Regions from separate parts of the Capsicum annuum genome. Here region 1 is linked to region 2. Evidence: chromatin contacts called from public Hi-C data. All regions are on one chromosome and are shown on one strand. Each heading gives the region's core, a stretch centred on a gene start, on an enhancer-like site or on the middle of the called end of the contact. The rest is flanking DNA. Distances are from core to core; before and after follow the strand shown. Region 1 holds the start of LOC107869454 (cellulose synthase-like protein D3). Region 2 holds the start of LOC107869443 (40S ribosomal protein S30).

Region 1 (3,308 bases), core at 799-3,298, 390 kb before region 2:
ACCCCTTTCATCACTCATGACTTTCCCATCACAGCCCGGTATAGCACAAGAAGAACCTTTGGCACCAGCCATCTGAGGATGGTTAGTTTCGGATTCAATTACCTTGTCCATCAAGTGAGCACGAGTCACACTGTTATAACCACCGGTAAACAACGAATTTGACACATACTGCTCTTCAACCCTCTGAGAAATTGAAGGATCCATAGGTTGATTATCAGGGGTCGGAGGGATATGCACTGTGTAGTTTGCAAATTCAATGCCACTAATCTCACTATCCAGTGATTCCCTTGATAAGTTCACATACCGACCCGATGAGGTCCTCCTTGCAAAAGTAACACCAGGAGGCTTACCCTGCTGGGAATCAGAAGCTTTGAAGGATCTTGAAGTCATGCTGCTAAAATTTGTGCTAAAAGATTACTTACTGACCAACAAAACCTGAAACTGCATAAGGGCAAAGAAGCAACCAGAGAATTAGTTAACACTAAGTTCACAGACCAAAATTAAAAAAAGATAGTGCAAACAATATATCTGGATTTGAAATATTTTGACGTCTTTTTGCAACTAGAAAATGAAAATCTTTTAGAGATTCCCAGCATGTCAATAATGCTGAGCAAACAAAAGCATGACCAGTTGGCCACTTTCTCTTTCTCCAAAGCCAGTTCTCTCTTTTTATCAACTAAAAACAGTTAAAGCAACACCTTTTTTAAGCAAAAACACTTGGTCACTTTGTGTGGAAAGCATCAAAACAATTCAAAATATAACAAAGTAGACACAGAAGAGAAAAATCACCTAAATCTTGATGAAATACCTCAACAACAAAAAATCAAAATTTTCCTAAACCATTTCCAGTAACACACAGAAAGCTTTCCCAGACACCAAGGTGCAAAAAAATCAAAGGGGAAAAATTGCAAACTCAAGAAACACTTGGTAACTAAAGCTCCCGCTATGCACGGTCCGAACCAAAGTGGGAAAAAATGTAAGTCCAAGAACACATCAAGATCCCACTTTTCACATACAAATCTTCCCTATATACATCAAGATCATGCTAATGTTGCACAACTAGATAGATATATAACCCCCCACTAGTAGCCCCAATACTTATAAGACAATTAACATAGTTATGGAAAAAACATTATTAAAAAATACAGGAGAATCGGCCTCCTAAAGGCGTGTAAGAAACATTCAAAACATAATACCAATAAAAAATACACACACACTACTTGCAAACATATACACTCTACAAATTTGAAATTACAACTGTAACAAAGCTTTCATGGGGTCCCTTTCAAAATATTAACAAGTAAGACTAAGTCTTTCTTTCTCCAATTAAATCAAAAGGGTTATAAATTAAATAAATAAAAATCTCTATTACGTAAGACAAACTAACAAATACCCATTTTTCCTCCCTCTTTCTTCTGTCACCCCTTTTAAAAAAATCAAAAAATAAGCAATTAATACTTACTAACCTCAAAATTTGTAAAAAAAGAAAAAAAAGACAACATCAGCTCAGAAAGATTCAAACTTTATAACTTATAACAAATTAACCTGAATAAAGCTCCTTTTTTTTTTTTTGCAGATTACAGTAGCAGGCAAAGGAAAATTGCAAAAAAAAAAAAAAAAAAAATGAGACCCACCCAAATACACAAAGGGGGTAAAGAATGTGAATATATAAAAAATTTAGAAAAAAAATTAAGAGATCTGAATAAATGAGTTACCATTTCTGGTATTTTTTGTTTGAAAATTTCAAGAAAAAAATTTATGATATTTTTGTATTTTTTTTTTTACCTTATCTACTTTGCTGTGTGGTTAATACTAGCAAAAGTAAGTGCATTTGAACTTTGAAGAAATTGGGTATGGAAGATTTTGGTTTTTAGTGTTGGGGGTTTGATTTTCTTACAAAAGGGGACAGTGGGGAAGAAAGAGTATATTTTTTGTGGGGGTGGGGGTTGGGGGGTGGGGGTGTGGGGGGTGGAATTAGGGGGGGGGGGGGGGGGGGGGGGGTTAAAAAGTAATTAACGGAAATATAGGGGGTCGGTCTGAGCACGCTTGATACGCGGCTACAGCTACGACTGATTTATTTCCTGTGTGAAAGGGATAATTTTACAAACTTTACAATTGGTCTTATTTTTAGTAAATAAAATATTTTATTACCAAATAAAGATTTTTCAGGCTTCCTTATTTTGTTATTGTTATTATTTTCTCATATAAAATACATATTATTTTTCTGTTTTTTTTTTTTTAAGTTTCTCATCTAATATTTGATACTCGTCTAATTCAACTTAGTGTCATGTAAAGCCTATTTAAAAAAGTCATTTCCTACCAAAATTTTTTATACACAAATCTCAAAAATAAAACCTCTAGTTAAGAAAAAAATAATCTTATTCAATACATCACATATTTTCATAATTTATATATTTCATTTGTTAGTGTGTGTTTTTTCCTAATAAGCCTTATCACTCAGTCCTCAAAACCGTTAAGATGAGGATTTTGAGTCCTCTGGTCTCTCAATCTTGATTGGGGCCATTAACGTAATAATTTTCAGTCTCGTGATACCCCAAATTGAAACCATTAACATGAAAAGTTCTGAAAATAAAATCTTAACATGACTTCATGGAATAACTATATAACTTAACAAATATAACCCTCTTTTATCTATTAATTATTCTTAGTTATAATTCATAATCTCTCTCATATATTTTCTCTCTTTTTCTATTTTCTATCATTCTCTTCTTTTTTTCCTTATTCATTTTTCAGTCTTTTTCTTTATTTATTTTTTTGTTTTCTCTTTCTTTTTTCTTTTTCGTTTTCTTTTTTTCCATTTTTTTCTTTTTTTCCTTTTTATTTTTTCTCCTTCTTTTTTATTTTTTCTCTATTATCTATTACTCTCCTTCTTTTTTGTATTTTTTTCTTCTTTTTTTCTTCTTCTTTTTTTATTATTTTTTCCTTTTCTATTTTTCTCCTTTTTATTTGTGCAAACTAATAAACACAAATAAAAGTGTGAACTATAAAATATAAATACAAATTGAAACTATAACATACAAATACAAGTGCAAACTATAAAAAAATAAATATAAATGTGAACTATACATACAAATATTTGTGTGAACTGTCATTTGTATTTTTTAATTATTGGAAAGGAATGATTGATTTTCTTTCTACAAATACTTGTTTGTATTTATTGATACAAATAAATACAATTCAAATTTTTATACAAATACATATTGTATTTATATTTTATATGAATATAGACTATTGATAAAACAGAATACAACGGACGTAAATTGAATACAGTGGCTATAAATAATAAT
Region 2 (3,317 bases), core at 477-2,976:
AGAGAAGAAGCTTCAAAATGTTCCAAAGTAAAACAAAGCACATACAATGAAGTGCTGAGAAATGGGAAAACTCAGCTTAAACAGCACAGATTTGACAAACAAACTAGCAAATACTTTTTATCTTGGAACAACTAACATTTCTTTATTCTTCACATAAAATGCAATAAACCTACCATTAGCATCATACAATGACGAGCAGAGAAATAGGAAAACTCAGATTAAACCGCTTAGAACTGAGAATCAGAAAGCTAGTCTAGAATACTACTCAGAAACACGGATGCGGAAAAAACTAACAATATCAGGGAGATAATAGATATTGTAAATTTTCACTGGAACATTCATCCACCAGCATATACAAGTACAAAGATGATACAATACTCAAGTATATCACTTCTCAGTGTGCATTATCCATATGCAATTTGTGCATGGGCACATTTAATCTACGAGTATCATTTGTCCACACTTATCGTTAATAACAATTAACATACATATTTACCACAAGTATCCAACTTGTTTCACTAATAAAAATGAAATGCATCACTGTGTTAAGTAAGATCATATAAAGCTGAAAAGAGGAGCCTACAGACCCAAATTAAACAACACAATACCATGCTAACATCTCACGATCCCTGAACTCGTCTAAAATGCTTACTAGCAAAAATACCATTATTCTGAAGCCAAACTAACAACAATACGGGAGGTTCCAGATATGGTAAAATTTCACTAGAACATTCATACACCATGCAGAAGCAGTTTCTTCAGTATAACGATCATAAATAAGCGATTACACACACATACATCCTGCGCGCATAGGCAGAGCCTCCATTTAAATCTAACGAGTACAACATTATCATTATATTTTAAAAATTATGGCCTATGGGTCCACATTGCATACTGAGTAAATGGATCATAAATAAAGAGACTCATACACACATACATATACTCTATCACAGAGACGGGCCCTAGATTTAAATTTAAAAATTTCAATATTACAATTATATTTTTAGAGTAATGGATTAAGGATTCATATAGTTTGTATTTATTGCAACTTTAATAAATATTAAACACAAATTTATGCTCTGCATCAATAATAATAATACTGGGTTCAGCATCATTGCAAATATGCCTACAGTTAGTCAACCACTCAAATATGCCTTTAAGCTTTCGGTAATCCTGGAAAGGATGAAATCTAATCCATATACATTTACAAATGCAAATGGATGGAATAGAAACAACAATTTTCAGCTTGTATGTACTATATATCAATAAAACTACTACCACTACTGTATACATATATTCTTCATTTATTGCAGCAAACATGAACTTACCAGCAGTAACGAATCTGCGATTGTATTGCATACGCTTGTGAGCACGCCCTCTAGGCTTCTTCTTCTTATCCTGCTTAGCAACCTTTGGAGTTTGTCCTCTAACCTTACCAGCACGAGCTAGTGATCCGTGTACCTTACCTACAATTCACAAATCAAAATTCCATAATTCAATACTCATTCAACAATAATTGAAAAACTTCTTTTAAAGTAAACTGAAAGTGAATGCAAGAGTTGCTGGAGCTTACCCATGGCTGATTACTGAGTCGCCGGCGCCGGTTGTAAAGCTCTGAATGCAAAGGTTAGGGTTTCTGGAAAATTAAGATAGAATTTATAGGAGGCTGGCGAGGCTTTTAACTGTATTGGGCTTTGGTGAGAAGCACAGTTGGGCCATGTGAAAGAGAGTCAAAACCATGGCCCAAAACATGTAATCCAATTGGAAATTAGGGCAAACAACAAAAATTCCGACAATATGAAACTTAATTACTGAAAATCCAATTTTAGGTCTTTCGAGGTACATAAGTAAATTCAAATACATCCAACGAAGATATATGTTTTCTTTTGTAAAGATACATAATTAGCTCCCGATATGTTTTTTTCGATTTTGGGTTTGTCGAGATACATAATACATCCAACGAATATACATTTTTTCCTTTGTAAAGATACATAATTAGCTCCCGACATTTTTTTATTTTTTTTTTTATTTTGGGTCTTTCGAAATATATAATTAGCTCTCGATACATCCACCAACGAAGATACATATAATTAGTTAAGATTTTTGTAATTACTTATTGCAAATTTGTGTAAATATGATAAGTTAAGGCGTATGTTTATGTTATGTTTTCAAATTAGATCACATTTTGATAAAAAAAAGTAAGCATACATATTTATAATAAAATATGTTAGTATATTTTTGAAGTGTATTATGCTACTTATATTCTATAAGAACATCTTAAGGGTCCTTTTTTGCTTTTGTTATGTTTGATCTCAGGGAGTATTCTTAGTACTCTTTTTTGGTTGTAAATTCTCAATAACTATTGCTGATATATTTGCAATTTTCGTCTTTTTCTATATGTATAAGTCGAGATGTATTAAACTCTTATACTTGATCGAATATTAAAAAAAATTAGAGTTTGCGATCAATGTTGCCAGAGATGATATGGACATATATTATGTTCAAGAATACAATATTGTTTATTGTAATGACTGCATGTATGTAGTTGGCCGATTAATTTGAATTTGCGTTAGGTGGGCTCATTTAAGGGTGAAAGCTCTTTACGAATTTTGACTATTGTAAATTCGCGTTGGGATTGAATGCATCCATCATCAATAACAAACACACTGGGTCCAGGTGATAGGACAGGGATATGACTTTTGTTTAATTGCTTGCTTAAGAAATAAGTTTATGTCCTTGCCATGACGGTAGAATAAGAGCAGTAACGACCAAACTAGCAACACCAAGTTCATTAACGATATAACTTGAGATATGAATTCAGCATCAAAGAGGAAGAACTGAGGATCTTAATTGAATGGAGTACATTGAGCAGGACTAACATAGAAGATACAATAACTTAGCAGCGTCGTGGAAATGATAAAGAATAAAATTCTATAGGTTTAGATTTCACCTAAATAACTACTTCATGTCAAACTGTCCAGGCTACTACACATCTTTGGAGGTCCATCAACAACTTGGGCAAACTATACAAAACTATTGCCTTTCAACTGAACCAATTACGTATACCCACCCACTGCTAACAATCACCAACACGAACAGTTTACGCTCCAACAACAGCACTTTGGACATGCACACGAACATTTTGGGCATGTACACGAACATCTTGGGCATGCACATGAACATTCTGGGCACACGCATGAACATTTTGGCAACATGCAGGAACATTTGAGGCAGCCGGGCATCCAACACACCAAGCATTTGGGCTTCCATTTAGGGCATTTTGGCCAATAGCAACAGTTCGTGCAGCTCACTTTTGA

The links. Hi-C and Micro-C count contacts between places; a contact is called where the count stands out from the background.
Region 1: a contact with region 2 is called in a Hi-C map of bud, with 4 times the contacts expected there. The contact joins the promoter of LOC107869454 here to the promoter of LOC107869443 in region 2. A contact is called at or near these places in 2 of 5 Hi-C or Micro-C datasets (bud and leaf).

What each region holds. Positions count from the first base shown.
Region 1 is chr1:20,757,136-20,760,443 of UCD10Xv1.1, reverse strand. It overlaps LOC107869454 (cellulose synthase-like protein D3), which reads right to left and starts at 2,048. Exons shown (of 4, transcript XM_016716000.2): 1 at 1,786-2,048; 2 at 1-441. The coding sequence starts at 390.
Region 2 is chr1:20,361,811-20,365,127 of UCD10Xv1.1, reverse strand. LOC107869443 (40S ribosomal protein S30) reads right to left here and starts at 1,726. Exons shown (of 3, transcript XM_016715982.2): 1 at 1,574-1,726; 2 at 1,329-1,466. The coding sequence starts at 1,577. LOC107869431 (alpha/beta hydrolase domain-containing protein 17B) reads right to left here. Exons shown (of 5, transcript XM_016715974.2): 5 at 2,817-3,317. The coding sequence ends at 3,084.